Regions from separate parts of the Zea mays genome. Here region 2 is linked to region 1. A link is a contact called in public Hi-C data. All regions are on one chromosome and are shown on one strand. Each heading gives the region's core, a stretch centred on a gene start, on an enhancer-like site or on the middle of the called end of the contact. The rest is flanking DNA. Distances are from core to core; before and after follow the strand shown.

The links. A called contact is a pair of places that touch in the nucleus more often than the background predicts.
Region 2: a Hi-C map of leaf mesophyll shows a contact between it and region 1, with 3 times the contacts expected there. The contact joins the promoter of LOC100281244 here to the promoter of LOC100147737 in region 1. A contact is called at or near these places in 4 of 25 Hi-C or Micro-C datasets (bundle sheath, leaf and leaf mesophyll).

The regions. Positions count from the first base shown.
Region 1 is chr7:120,041,829-120,048,658 of Zm-B73-REFERENCE-NAM-5.0, reverse strand. LOC100147737 reads left to right here and starts at 3,951. Exons shown (of 3, transcript NM_001127251.1): 1 at 3,951-4,248; 2 at 4,368-4,748; 3 at 4,863-5,693. The coding sequence starts at 4,060. The coding sequence ends at 5,201. LOC109940984 (a long non-coding RNA gene) reads right to left here. Exons shown (of 4, transcript XR_002263813.2): 4 at 5,772-6,830.
Region 2 is chr7:120,284,486-120,291,315 of Zm-B73-REFERENCE-NAM-5.0, reverse strand. LOC100281244 reads left to right here and starts at 4,260. Exons shown (of 3, transcript NM_001154163.2): 1 at 4,260-4,406; 2 at 4,534-4,863; 3 at 4,960-5,492. The coding sequence starts at 4,323. The coding sequence ends at 5,346.

The DNA.
Region 1 (6,830 bases), core at 2,702-5,201:
GTATCCTTTTCCTTTTTTCCTATTTCTCTCTCTTGCAACAGGGACCGGGAAAGGGGGATACCCCGAAAAGGGTCCTTCCCCGTGAAGGAACCAGGCTCGAGCCTCCCTACTGATCAGAGGTTCGAAGGCTGGCCCCCAGAAGGGTTCGACAGCCGCCTCAAATCGCGTGGGCCCTACACCCACTACTGGTCAGAGGTTCGAAGGCCGGCCCCTCGGAAGGGTTCCACGGCCGCCTCAGGCTACTTGGGCTCCGCGCCCATTACTGATCAGGGGTTCGAAGGCTGGCCCCCGAAGGGTTCACAGCCGCCTCAGACGCCGAGCGAGGGATGACCATGGGTACGTTCGATACATAACCAAGGCTCGGGCTGCGCTCCCGAGGTACCCTAGGACATTTCCGAGACCAGCGGGAACGATCTTGTAACGGAATCCCATCGGAGGGAGGCATCGAGCCCTCGGACCCCGTCGCCAGGGGACCGGGTCCGGCAGATCACCCGCAGGTACTTTTGGGCGTGCCTCCGGGCCCCTAGCCGACCCCTAACGAATGGGGCACGGACGTCCACTCGGATTACCCGCCTGCAGCTCACCGGAGACACCATGTTCGGCGCCCATCGAGGGCAACATGGCGCTTTCCCCCCCTCCTCCTTGCGGAAAGGCGACGCAGGGGCGTATATAAAAAAGTCGAGTCTGTCCCTGATCGCCCTCTCGCCCTGTGCAGAGGCTCGGGGGCTGCTCTCGCAAACCCGGCTCCGGCCGAACTGTTGACAGCGTCAACATACCAGCCCGAGAACTTGAGACCCGACCGTACACCCGGGCTACAGCCAGCTCGCATGAGGGAACGACCAGACCAGCCGAAGCATTACGCGAGGCATTAAGACCTCGAAGGAGTGAAACCACTCCTCCGAGGCCTCGGGGGCTACACCCGGCGGGTGCGCTCGCGCGCACCCACCGGAACAAAACGCAACCGAGAAAGGCTGGTCCCCTTGCAAAAAAGTGCGACGAAAGCCTCCAAGCGAGTGCTAACACTCCCTTCGAGGCTCGGGGGCTACTGTCGGGGACCATAATTAGGGGTACCCTCAAGGCTCCTAATTCTCAGCTGGTAACCCCCATCAGCGTAAAGCTGCAAAGGCCTGATGGGTGCGATTAAGTCAGGGATCAGCCCATTCGAGGGACTCGATCACGCCTCGCCCGAGCCTAGCCTCGGACAAGGGCAACCGACCCCGGAGGATTTCCGTCTCGCCCGAGGCCCCCCCTCCGGCAGCGAACATATTTCCGGCTCGCCCGAGGCCCTGTCTTCGCCAAGAAGCAACCCTGACCAAATCGCCGCACCGACCGACCAAATCGCAGGAGCATTTAATGCAAAGGTGGCCTGACACCTTTATCCTGACGCGCGCCCCCAGCCGGCAGAGCCGAAGTGACCGCCGTCACTTCGCCGCTCCACTGACCGGCCTGACAAAAGGACAGCGCCGCCTGCGCCACTCCGACTGTGGTGCCACTTGACAGAGTGAGACTGACAGGCAGTCAGGCCCGGCCGAAGGCACCATAGGAAGCTCCGCTTCGCCCGACCCAGGGCTCGGACTCGGGCTAAGTCCCGGAAGACGGCGAACTCCGCTCCGCCCGACCCAGGGCTCGGACTCGGGCTAAGTCCCGGAAGACGGCGAACTCCGCTCCGCCCGACCCAGGGCTCGGACTCGGGCTAAGTCCCGGAAGACGGCGAACTCCGCTCCGCCCGACCCAGGGCTCGGACTCGGGCTCAGCCCCAGAAGACGGCGAACTCCGCTCCGCCCGACCCAGGGCTCGGACTCGGGCTCAGCCCCAGAAGACGACGAACTCCGCTCCGCCCGACCCAGGGCTCGGACTCGGGCTCAGCCCCAGAAGACGACGAACTCTGCTTCGCCCGACCCCAGGGCTCGGACTCGACCTCGGCCACGGAAGACAGACTCGACCTCGGCTTCGGAGGAGCTTCCACGTCGCCTAACCTAGGGCGCAGACCAACCACGTCAATAGGAGGCGCCATCATCACCCTACCCCGAGCTGACTCGGGCCGCAGGGAACAAGACCGGCGTCCCATCTGGCTCGCTCCGCCAGATAGGCAATGATGGCGCCCCGCATACTCTGTGACGACGGCGGCTCTCAGCCCCCTTACGGAAGCAGGAGGACGTCAGCAAGGACTCAACCGCTCCGACAGCTGTCCCTCCGCCAGGCTCCAGCACTCCTCCGACAGCCACGACATCACACCAACTGGGTGCCAAAATCTCTCCGGCTGCCACGACGGCATGTACTTAGGGCGCTAGCTCTCCTCCGCTAGACACGTAGCACTCTGCTATACCCCCCATTGTACACCTGGATCCTCTCCTTACGCCTATAAAAGGAAGGACCAGGGCCCTCTTAGAGAGGGTTGGCCGCGCGGGGACGAGGACGAGACAGGCGCTCGCTTGAAGCCGCTCGCTCCCTCTCCCGCGTGGACGCTTGTAACCCCCTACTGCAAGCGCACCCGACCTGGGCGCGGGACGAACACGAAGGCCGCGGGATTCCCATCTCTCTCACGCCGGTCTCCGGCCGTCTCGCTCTCCCCCCTTCGCGCTCGCCCTCGCGCTCGACCCATCTGGGCTGGGGCACGCGGCGACATTCACTCGTCGGCTCAGGGACCCCCCGGTCTCGAAACGCCGACAATACCCAAGCCGGTATTGCCACAATCACAGTTAGGCACACAAAGATCAGGAGGCACAGGAGCATCCTTACTAGATACATCCGGATATAACTTCTAAGGACGACCTCTCTTCTGCCACAACATCTCCCGATACATGTCTTTCATCTAAGAAACGATTATATATTAACACAACTATATGCAAATAGCAGAAATGATTTTATAAACACCACAGATCTTTGTATAAACGTATTTCGCAAACTATCTAATAAATTGTAGTCATCATATGAACTACATATCCTAGGAGCAACAATCAAAAGTAATAATCGAAAAATACAACCCAATATACAAAACAAACGAATCAGTGAGACACCATACATTGGTATACAAAATTTTCCAACTCGAATCTAGTTTTTTTTTAAGAAGATTGGAATGGAGAGAAAGTTAAGAAAAAAGGTGGGTGCAACTCTCGGCTAGCAGAACGACTGATTTATAGAACTACCTAACTCGCGACAAGATCTATGACACCGACCTAGGAAGCCAAGTCAGCGTCACGGCAGCCCTGGCCGCCGACGCCACGTCAGAGCTCGGCGCCTAGGCCATATGACGCCAAGCTAAGAGTACAAAATTAGAAATAAGTCACCGAGTAGTCTAAATGTTATTTTTTGTCGAAAAAAGAATTAAAAAACAAAAAATCGGATTTAATCACTGCAATCCATCTCGAACGGAACACAAGGGACATTTTAGCTCTATCCACTCCGTCATGCGCTATTGGGAAGGCGAAACCGAAGCCGCCATTTTCTTGCGCAACCCCGTGTAGACGTAAACCCGGGCTCGTGCGTGCTTACACACCAGATTTGTATTTGTATTAATACGGAGTATTACCCAAAACTAGCAGAGCTGAAGAAGGCACCTAGCGCGCGCTCTTCGTTTCGTTTGATCGCACGCGCCAATCCTGACGCGGTCAACCGCGAGTCCGCGAGGGGAGGGGAGGGGAGGCGAGGAGAATGACGCGCACCGTGACGACCACATTGGTGACACTGTGTTCCGTCATCACGATACTACAGGCGCCGCGCGCGTGGCTCCTCGTATCCCGACCGACGGTCACGTCGCGCGGGCGCGTCGGTCTCGCATCGCACTCCACTTTTTCCACTCAGTTGCGTCACGATTTTCACGACGCCCCGGCCCCCGCCCGTCGATCCCTTCCCTCCTCCTGCTTGGGCCGCGCCCGCGGTTCGGGTTCCCCCCTTCGGCCGTCCCCCTATATATTAAACCATGCCCGTCCTGTGGAAAGCATCCGTTCGGATCCGAGAGTCCTGCAGAGCCCATCCTGTTCCTGTCCCCCTCGAGCAATCGAGCTCTACAGCTGCACGCTCGCTTACGCGGAGACACAGACGCTGAGACACACGCAGGTCATGATGCTGCTCATGGACTCGGGGAGCCGCGGTGACTGCTCCCCGGTCTGCTTGGACCTCAGCGTCGGCCTTTCGCCGCCGTCGCCGGGGAGCGGCCCGGAAACGACAGCTGACGCTGAGAGACTCGACCGTCCCGCCACTGGCTGCTGGGGGCCACGGACATCGTCCCTCGCTGACGGGAAGGACGAGGTAACTGACCGACGACCATTTCCTCGCCGCTCGGTTTCCACAATCTATCGGCGTCGTCGTCGTCCCTGAAATCCTGAAAATCTATCGGCATCGGTGGCCACAATGCTGTGTGATGACAGGCCAAGACCCTGGAGGCCAGGCTCACCCAGGTCAGCGAGGAGAACCGGCGTCTCACCGAGATCATCGCCTACATGTACGCCAGCCAGGTCGCCGCGCGGCGGAGTCCCGACGGCAGGAAGAGGAGCAGGGACAGCCTGGAGCCGTCGAATTCGGGCGACGCCAACGCTGCCGTCGAGAGCGCCGCCCTCAGCGACGAGGGCACGTGCAGGCGGATCAAGCTCACCAGGGTCTGCACCAAGATCGACCCCTCCGACACCACGCTCACCGTCAAAGACGGCTACCAGTGGCGCAAGTACGGCCAGAAGGTGACGCGCGACAACCCGTCCCCGAGAGCCTACTTCCGCTGCGCATACGCACCATCCTGCCCCGTCAAGAAGAAGGTAGACTCCTGGCCCACCATCCGTCCATCCCCGGCCTGACATTGATTCGATTCACGGCGGCTTCTTTCACTCTGTCGCTAATGGTCGATACAATAACTCTGTTCCTCGGAACAGGTGCAGAGGAGCGCGGAGGACAGCGCCATGCTGGTGGCCACGTACGAGGGCGAGCACAACCACCCGAGCCCGACGCGCGCCGGCGAGCTCCCCAGCTCCACCTCCATCAACTCCTCCGGCCCGGCCATCACGCTGGACCTCACCAGGAACGGAGCCGGCGCCGTGCGGGGGCTCGATGCCGCCGCCGAGGTGCCCGGCCTCAAGAGGCTGTGCCAGGAGATCGCGTCACCGGATTTCCGCACGGCGCTCGTGGAGCAGATGGCGCGCTCGCTCACCAAGGATCCCAAGTTCACCGACGCGCTGGCTGCCGCGATCCTGCAGCAGCTGCCGGAGTACTAGTGTCTAGCGCCCCACCTGCTTTCAGTGCTTATTACAGATATCAGAGCGCCCGTCTTCAAAGAGCAGCAGTTCTTTCATCGTCAGGAAACAAAAAACCGCTTTACGTTTAGGGGTAGCTCGAAAACTCTATTTTTAAGGGATTTTTATTATCTCAAAGAAAAATAAATAAATTTTTTTAAGAAAATAGAAATTCCTTTGAAAAATAGAGTTTCTAAACTAAGACTTAGGGTTAGTTTAGGAATCACATTTTTCCATGTGATTTCTATTTTTCTAAAGAAATTTAGTTTATGTTCTTTTTAGAAAACAGAAATCCCTTAGAAAAATAAAGCTTCTAAACTAGCTCTTACTTAGATTAGATTAGAGCCAATCTCCCTCAAATTTATTATAGGTGTACCTGTAAGTTTCTTTCTTCTGTTCTTCTGGCTAGGATCTGAACTGCACTAGTACTACTGTACATTTCACATGTGCATAGAGCCATAGAAGGCCGTTGTCAAGTACCGCGACTGCGTCCTACCTGAATGTGATCTGCCTAGTTATCAATAGGGAATTTTATACTATAAAATTTAAGTATAGAATCAGATTAGAGAGTGAGTGAAGAAGCATTTAAATCGTGATCTATTACTATCCCTTTTCAAAGCATACATTTGATCTCTCTAGAATTAGAGATGGAGTGTTGGGTACAACTAACACAACTCGACCAATATAACGGGCGAGCTCGAGCCATAATTTTTGACCCGCAACAATTCATAGTTGGGTACAGACCATGATTTTTGACCCAAAACCTGATCCAACTCGAAAACCTTCGACCCATAGCTTGAAAACTCGTCTCGACATGTCCCACAGGGGGGCACGTGCCAACCCGGCGGCTATGCACGGGTCAGGTGTGGGTTGTGTCAAACGATCCACGAGCCAACCATTTTTTCTCCTCGAACATGGTTCGACAACTATGCACAGGTCAGGCACGAGCTGTGTCAAACGACCCGACCGATCATGACCCGGCCCAAACCCGATCCGAGCAGAGGTTTGAACAGGTCTAGATACAGCCCAAGTAAAGTTTTATACTTGTCTCGTCAAATGTTTGAATAATAATTCCGGATATTAAATATAGTCTAATTATAAGACTAGTTATAGATGGAGACTAAAAGACAAGTCAATTTTATTAAATTTAATTAAACCAATACTTAATAGTCTTAATTGATATTTGTTTTAATTAATATTCAAACATTTAATGTAGCACAGACTAAACTTTAGTAACCAAATATCCCTTAAATTTAGAAACTAAACTCTCTCGATGGAGGATTTCATTTCACTGTTTCTAAAACAAGCTGCACCACCAGTTAATGTATACATACATGTTTTGATCCAATGTAAATTACGTAGCCATTTGAAATCATATCTAAACTGAACACAGTCACTTCAACAAATACAATATATCTCATGCCGACAAATAAACATGATCAACCAAAAAATATTGATTAATATAATATTCATCTCAGTTTCGGAAAGGAAAAAATTTGGCACCCACCAAAATTGGGGAAATTTCGGAAATTTCAAACCAAATTCAAATGAATTCAAAATTTTAAAAAAATTGACAGAATTTCCCTGTAATTTATGTCTAATACATCTGAC
Region 2 (6,830 bases), core at 3,011-5,510, 240 kb before region 1:
ACCCTTTTTATTTTCACCCCTTCGACCCCTTTTACAAGCTTTTCATAATCAGGGTAGTCAAAATTCAAGGCGTCCATCACCCGGTTTAATCTTTGCTTCGGCCGAGTACCGAAGGCTGCGGTCATCAACTGATCTTCCTTCTTGGTATAATTCCCAAGTATCTCGTTGCACATGGTCTCAATCATGTTTAGCCATTCTTTGCAAGGCCCCTTGAATTGTTTTTCAAACTTAAAACGGTAAGCAAGTCGAACAAGTTCATGCTTCTTCCCTACTTCTTTCCTATTCGGCACCCCCAACCACTTGACGTTGGATATGTTCTGTTGGCCAAGTATTCTTGCACCAAGTTCCTAGTACTGATCTGCTCAGCTACCACTCTAAATTCTATTTCAGCCAGCTGACAAGGTGACCCCAGTTGCATATGACATAAGGGCCTAGTCATGCCGAAGCTCAAAGTTAGTGGACTCATAACCATAGACATCAGCTTCTCCCTCCTTTTCTCGTCAGCCTTCATATAGAACCACTCACTCTTCCAACCAGTTAGCCACTTGGTACGGTAGCTGAGAACTGGTGCCTTTGTATCCTTTCGATATGCAAAGTTGTAACAACCAAAATTCTCGTGAAAGCCATCTGCCCTGGCCTTCGTCTGGTAATGCAGCTCGTGCACTCAGCAGAAAGCTTCAGCACTTGGACTCATTCCTTGGCTTCGGAGGGCCCAGATATAGACACTGAGTCTAACTACAACGTTGAGAGTCAGCTGGTGAAGATATATCTCAATGTTCTTTAAAACTTCCCCTATCATATCATTTAGGGGGAATCGGAGCCCTGCTCTGAAGAAGCTCTTAAAAATGACAACTTCATCCTCTTTTGGCTCCGGAACTATCTCTTCCCCGGCAAATCGAACAAGTTTGCTCTCAGCCTCTCCAAAATACCCCAATTTCATCATCATAGGCATGTCATCTTCTGTTACAGTGGATTTTTCAAATTCAAGATGGCTAGGCTTTGTCGGGTTCAGAATGATGTAGTCTTCTCCACTCTCATCATCATTCTCACCCTCAACCACAGCTTGTTCAGCTTCGGCATTGGAAGCACCTTCGACAATAGGCCCTTCTAGCACAACAAGACCTGATTGCCTCATCACCTCTGAAATTGGTGTTGTCTCGGTTACGTCAACTTCGTCTCCCTCGCGAGACACTCTAGCATTTGATCGCACTCTAGCCATTTCAATGATTTCACCTTTTGACGAAGCTAACCTTCAACGATGAAGCGTTTGCTCGAGAGCGCAATGCAGAAAGCTTCGGCTATGGTCAATTTTTTTAACAGCACAACAGTGCAATGGCAATGAATGTTGTGGTAACTCCTCACCAACCCGTCTGTTTATATAGTGCTGCAGGGGGGAAGGTGAACCGCCAGGTCGCTCGCACTCGTTGAACGGTGGACCGTTCGACGCCTGGAATATTATAATCGTTTCTCTGCAACGAGCTTAGGGAAGGTGTTTTTCGGGCCTTCGACATTCTGAAGCCTTCGTGTTTTTCGCGGATCGAGCTCGTTATGAAAAACGATCTAGCACCACGAAGGGGCTACTGTTGGGGGCCTTCTTCTCCGCCGAAGGTCCTCTAAGCAAAAACACCTTCAGTAGAAAGATACACAAGCAGGTGTGACATGAAGGTGTAAGCCGAAGCTACCATTGAAGGAGCTTCGGCATGGTGACACGCTAAAGACGGAGGGCGTTACCGACTTAAAGAGGAAAAGACTGTATAGCCCTTGATAATTTGTATTGTAATTGTAATCAGCCATCAGGGTCATGGATGTAATTTTGTCTGGGCTGTGTCCCGTGCCTATAAATAGACCCTGTACTGTTTACGCTGACTTGTAATCACTCTCGCGTTACTCTCGCTTTTTCACCTTCTGTCAAGCCGAAGATACAAATGTAATATAAATATCATTGATGTTTATTCATGTTTATACAAAATAAGAATATAAATAGTCTATTGGTTTGAAATAATTATTCATATTCCCTTTGTGTTTCATATGTCTCTGTTTACATTCCTGCTTACTGAAATGATGAAGGTATGTCCTCCATGACCTTCGTTTGAAGATCCTTATATCCTAAGGGAGATAATGCTTTGAAGGACAAGGTCTCTAATCGTTAACAATTGTGTTGTTCTGTTCTTGGTATTTAACATCCGAGAACAAGGACCAATAGGAGTGAATGCTTAATATTGATCACAATTGTGAGACATTGAATATCATATTGTATGCCTTGAAGGAGTTGGCTTCATGATCAATCTATGAACCTTTATAAAAGTTTCTATCATATAGATCTAGTCGATCGAACACGACCAGTCAAAGTGGCTTATTTATGTTGATACTTGCACTTAACTCGTATATTCTAAAAGTGAGTTGAGGTGAAGTTTCTGAGATAATCCTTGCAACAATATGTATTCCTTTTGCTAAATCTCTATGTGCATATACTTTTAGAAGAAGGTATTTTGCCATACTAAGACAGTTTTGCAAGGACTAGGGGGAGCACATTTCTAAAGTTAGCCCATATATAAGATCATATGGAATCTAGATCTAGAAGATCAAAATATGTCTTGATGATAGTTGTTATACTCTTTTTCCCTTGGTGAGTTTTCCTGAAGTTTCTCACAAAAGGTTTTTAACGAGGCAACAAAGTTCAGTTGCAATTTGCGACACCATGCACTCTTTCTCCATATTTTTCCCACTGGGCTTTTTGAGAGTTTTAATGAGGCATGTGTTGGTCGTGGTATTCGCCCAAGGGGGAGTGTTAAGAAACCCTAACGAAGGGTTATGTAGGCAAATAACGAATATACCACTGAGGGGTATCACGTCTCTATATATAGAGCATGTACCCCCTCATATAGAATAGAAAAGAGAAAGAGTCCATAGGCCCAACACCTATATCATGTGTCTCGTGTGTTTCCCTCTCTGTGTGTGGGTTGCTGGGGAAGGAAACATGCTTCTACTACTGCTCGCGCCTAATCTGTTGATGGGAGGGAATGGAGTGGATCTGGTGATCCGCGGTAACGTAGTTATTCAACACAACCGACCTACAAACGTTAGTCTCTAAAATTTAGCAACTAACTGTTGGTGCTTAATAAGGGTCGCTAAAACTAAACCATGGTGTAGTGAGAATTATCCTTACATGTGCATGTACGACCGATATTCTAGGCGTAAGAATTACACCACGCTGCTGTTGAGGGGGATAAGTTGGACCACAGTTTAGATTAGAAAAAGTACAAAAAGTTTTTTTTGAAAAAAGGTCGACGATTGAAACCAGAGAAACTGGTGCTTTATAGGAGTAGAGACTAGGAGCGGACCCTATGAAGTTGCGGGCCTAGAGCGACCGCTCATTTACCGCACACTCAGGGCTAGCTTGGAAACTCAAATCCTCTTCTGAATTGGAGGGGATTGAGGTAGAGATGAACTATTTTTTCACTCAATCTCCTTCAATACTGAAGGGGATTGAGTTTCATGTTTGCTTCAACTTTTTCCTGACAAGTTTTTCTGAGAATCCAGCCGTGAGGGAATCTGAGCATTGTGGAGATTATATGCGGAGGAAGGTGAAAGTATCCATTAGGTTTAGAATCTAGAAAGTGACGGATTTCTACTTTTGTGACGACTCGTCCGATTTTGTGTTCACGTTGAATTTGAACAGCTTTCACCAAAACGATACTCGCAAAAGCGGGGTAAAAAACTCTTGGAGGGGCGGGGAGGGGGGGGGGGGGGGAGAAGCTGAAAATAAGCAAAAAAAAAAGGGCCCTAAGTTAGGTTTGGTGTGTACGCAACGGCTCGGATTATATCATGAGAGAGAGCGAGGGGGGGGGGGCATGGAACCACTTTGCTGGCTGGCGTACGTGCTTAATTCATCATCGTTTGCCGCATCCATGGTTGCGGCTAGTTTAGATGACGTTACTCTGAATACGTCAGGGGGACCGGCGGAGTACCTCGTCATCAGCATAGGAGTCAGTAATAACCCGTCGTTCTCGGGGACCATTTGTCTCATTTCGCGCGATCCGGCTCCGAAAGACAGAAGCCCCAGTTTGATAAGCTACGACTTGACTCCACCGGAAAACTTGTGAGTTGTGACGCTAGCGGGAGCACGTCAGGAAGTGACGCAGCACGGATGTGGCGAGGCCCAACTGCCCAAAGCAAAGGTCAAGTCGCCAAGCTAGAGCCGGCCGGCTCCCCAGTCTCCAAGCTCTATAACATCGTAGCTTAGCTCTGCTATTACAATTGTTACGTAGTAGTAGTACTTAACAACAACACGTGGCGCCGCCGTGGCGCTGATAGATGCGGCCATGGACAGTAACGGCGAGTGCTCGTCGCCCCCCACCCTCAGCGCCGCGCTTCTGCCCCTCTTCGGCCCACCGCCGGAGCCGCTGGTCAGTCCACACTGAGTGATCGATCGCCGCCGCCAGCTGGTCACTCACTGGCACTAGTGGCTTGGGGGTTTATCTTGCTTGCATACCAGCTGTTCGTTGCTCATCCTCTTGCTTGCTTGATCGACAGCCGGAGAGTCTCGAGGACAAGCTGAGGCGGGTGAGCGAGGAGAACCGGAGGCTGGCCGCCGCGCTGGACGCCATACTCGCCGACCGCTCCACCCCGCGAGCGCTCGCCACGTCGTCGCCGTCCCGGGGCAATGCGGTGGCCGCCGCGGAGCCGCCGCGGCCCAAGGTCCGGACGGTGTGCGCGCGCGCCGAGCCGTCGGACGCCGACGCCAACCACCTCAGGGACTGCTACCAGTGGCGCAAGTACGGCCAGAAGGTGACGCGGGACAACCCGTATCCGAGATCCTACTTCCGCTGCGCGTACGCGCCCTCCTGCCCCGTCAAGAAGAAGGTGAAAAGGCTTACGCGATCGGAGCTCCAACAGCTTTTTTTTTTCCCTTCTGTTCTTCTTTTTTCTAATGCTGTAAAACGGCGTACGCCGCCGCAGGTGCAGAGAAGCGCAGACGACAATCTGATGCTTGTGGCGACGTACGAGGGCGAGCACAACCATGAGCAACGTGCCCAGAGCGAATATGTCGTCACTGACGCGTCGACGAGCCTGCACCAGGCCGGGTCGTCACTGCCGCGCTCGATCATCTCCATCGATTCGTCGGGCCGGAAAAAGATCACCATTGGCCTGGCCGCGGACCAACGGCCGCCGGCGGATTCGAATGCCGGGGCGGCCGTCGGGGAGATTATTGTGACGCCTGAGTTTCGGAAGGCTCTGGTGGACGAGCTCGTGAATTTGCTCACGAATGATTCCGAGTTCGTCGAGAAGCTGGCGAGCGCCGTGGCTGATAGGGTGATGGAGAGAATACCAGGGCACATATTCTGATGCATGGCGCTCGTGGATGCAAAATAAATGTGAATATACACATGTTTTTTTTTGCGGTTGAAGAACATTAATATGTCTATGTAATAAACTTAGGTCTTGTCTATTTTCATAGTGCTAAAGTTTAGCACAACATTTTTTTTACTAAATTTTGGCACATATGAAATCAAATAGGCATACTAAAAGAGTAGTGATAAAGTTTAGCAACCATTAACACTAGCTCTTCCTTTGACGTTAAATTGTGCAAAAGGTGGTCTTCCCTGACCCATTAACAATCTCTGCCCCTCCTACTGTCCAAACAGAAGTAAAGTGCTAAACTTTAGTACCACTAAAGTTTAATACATGGATCCAAACTGCTCGCAATAGGAAACTGCAACTTTATTAATTGTTTCATAAGCTGTCTATCACCGTCTAAATTGAAATCCACCAAACTAGCATATATATATATATATATATATATATATATATATATATATATATATATATATATATATATATATATATATATATGTATATACATATGTTTAAGAGAAGAAATAAAATAGACTATGTGATATGTATGTTTATATTTTATAGCCACCTGGGTTAGTATCTTAAGAGATAATTTTATTACATTATGAATCTAGGTTTTGATTTTAAAAATTTATATCAATTGCTACACATTTTTTATGCTTAGAGTTAATGAAACTATTGTGCTTATTTTAACTTTATTAACACGTTTTGTATTTATAAAATTAATATTTTAGTTTGTACAATAAACTCTTAAGTACTATGATATCAAAAGTGCACATTTAAATCTTATCGTATCACTCTAGATCAGTGGTAAGTAAGATCTTGGACAGAGAAGTGAAGCTAACCTTAAGACAATATTATATTTATCACTACGTATTTTTTAAAAAAAAACTCAAAGACCATGAATGTCTTTGTTACCTTTGGTTTACACTTACCTCTCCCACTTCTCTTTTTTTCTTTCTAATTTTCTATAATTTGAATTGAATTATCAGTGTCATTGATGTGTGGTTTTCCAAGATAATATTTTTCCACGATTGATAAACTATCAAGTAAACATATCTTTCTGATGCATGCATATTTACTTGATCTACATGGTGATGTATAGCGTTATTATTAGTTTTAATTTACTAGTAGTAGAAGTAAGTAATTTAAGAGTATATACCTACTTCTCTGGTTATTGAATTATTTTCCATGATAAGCTTCCATTAGCATTATTTATATACATAGACTTGATCTACATGGTGATGCATAGTGTTATTATCTTCTATAACATATATGTGCAATTATTTAGATGCAAATTGAGCTTTTACTATGAACTATATTTTATTATGGCAAATGTTATTAGTCTATATATATACAAACTTATGATATTATTTTAAATTATCTTTCATAACAATAGAGGTTCCTATTTGTGTATAAATTACAAGGTTATTTTAGTTATATTTTATATTAACGTAGTGGGTAATTAAGATACA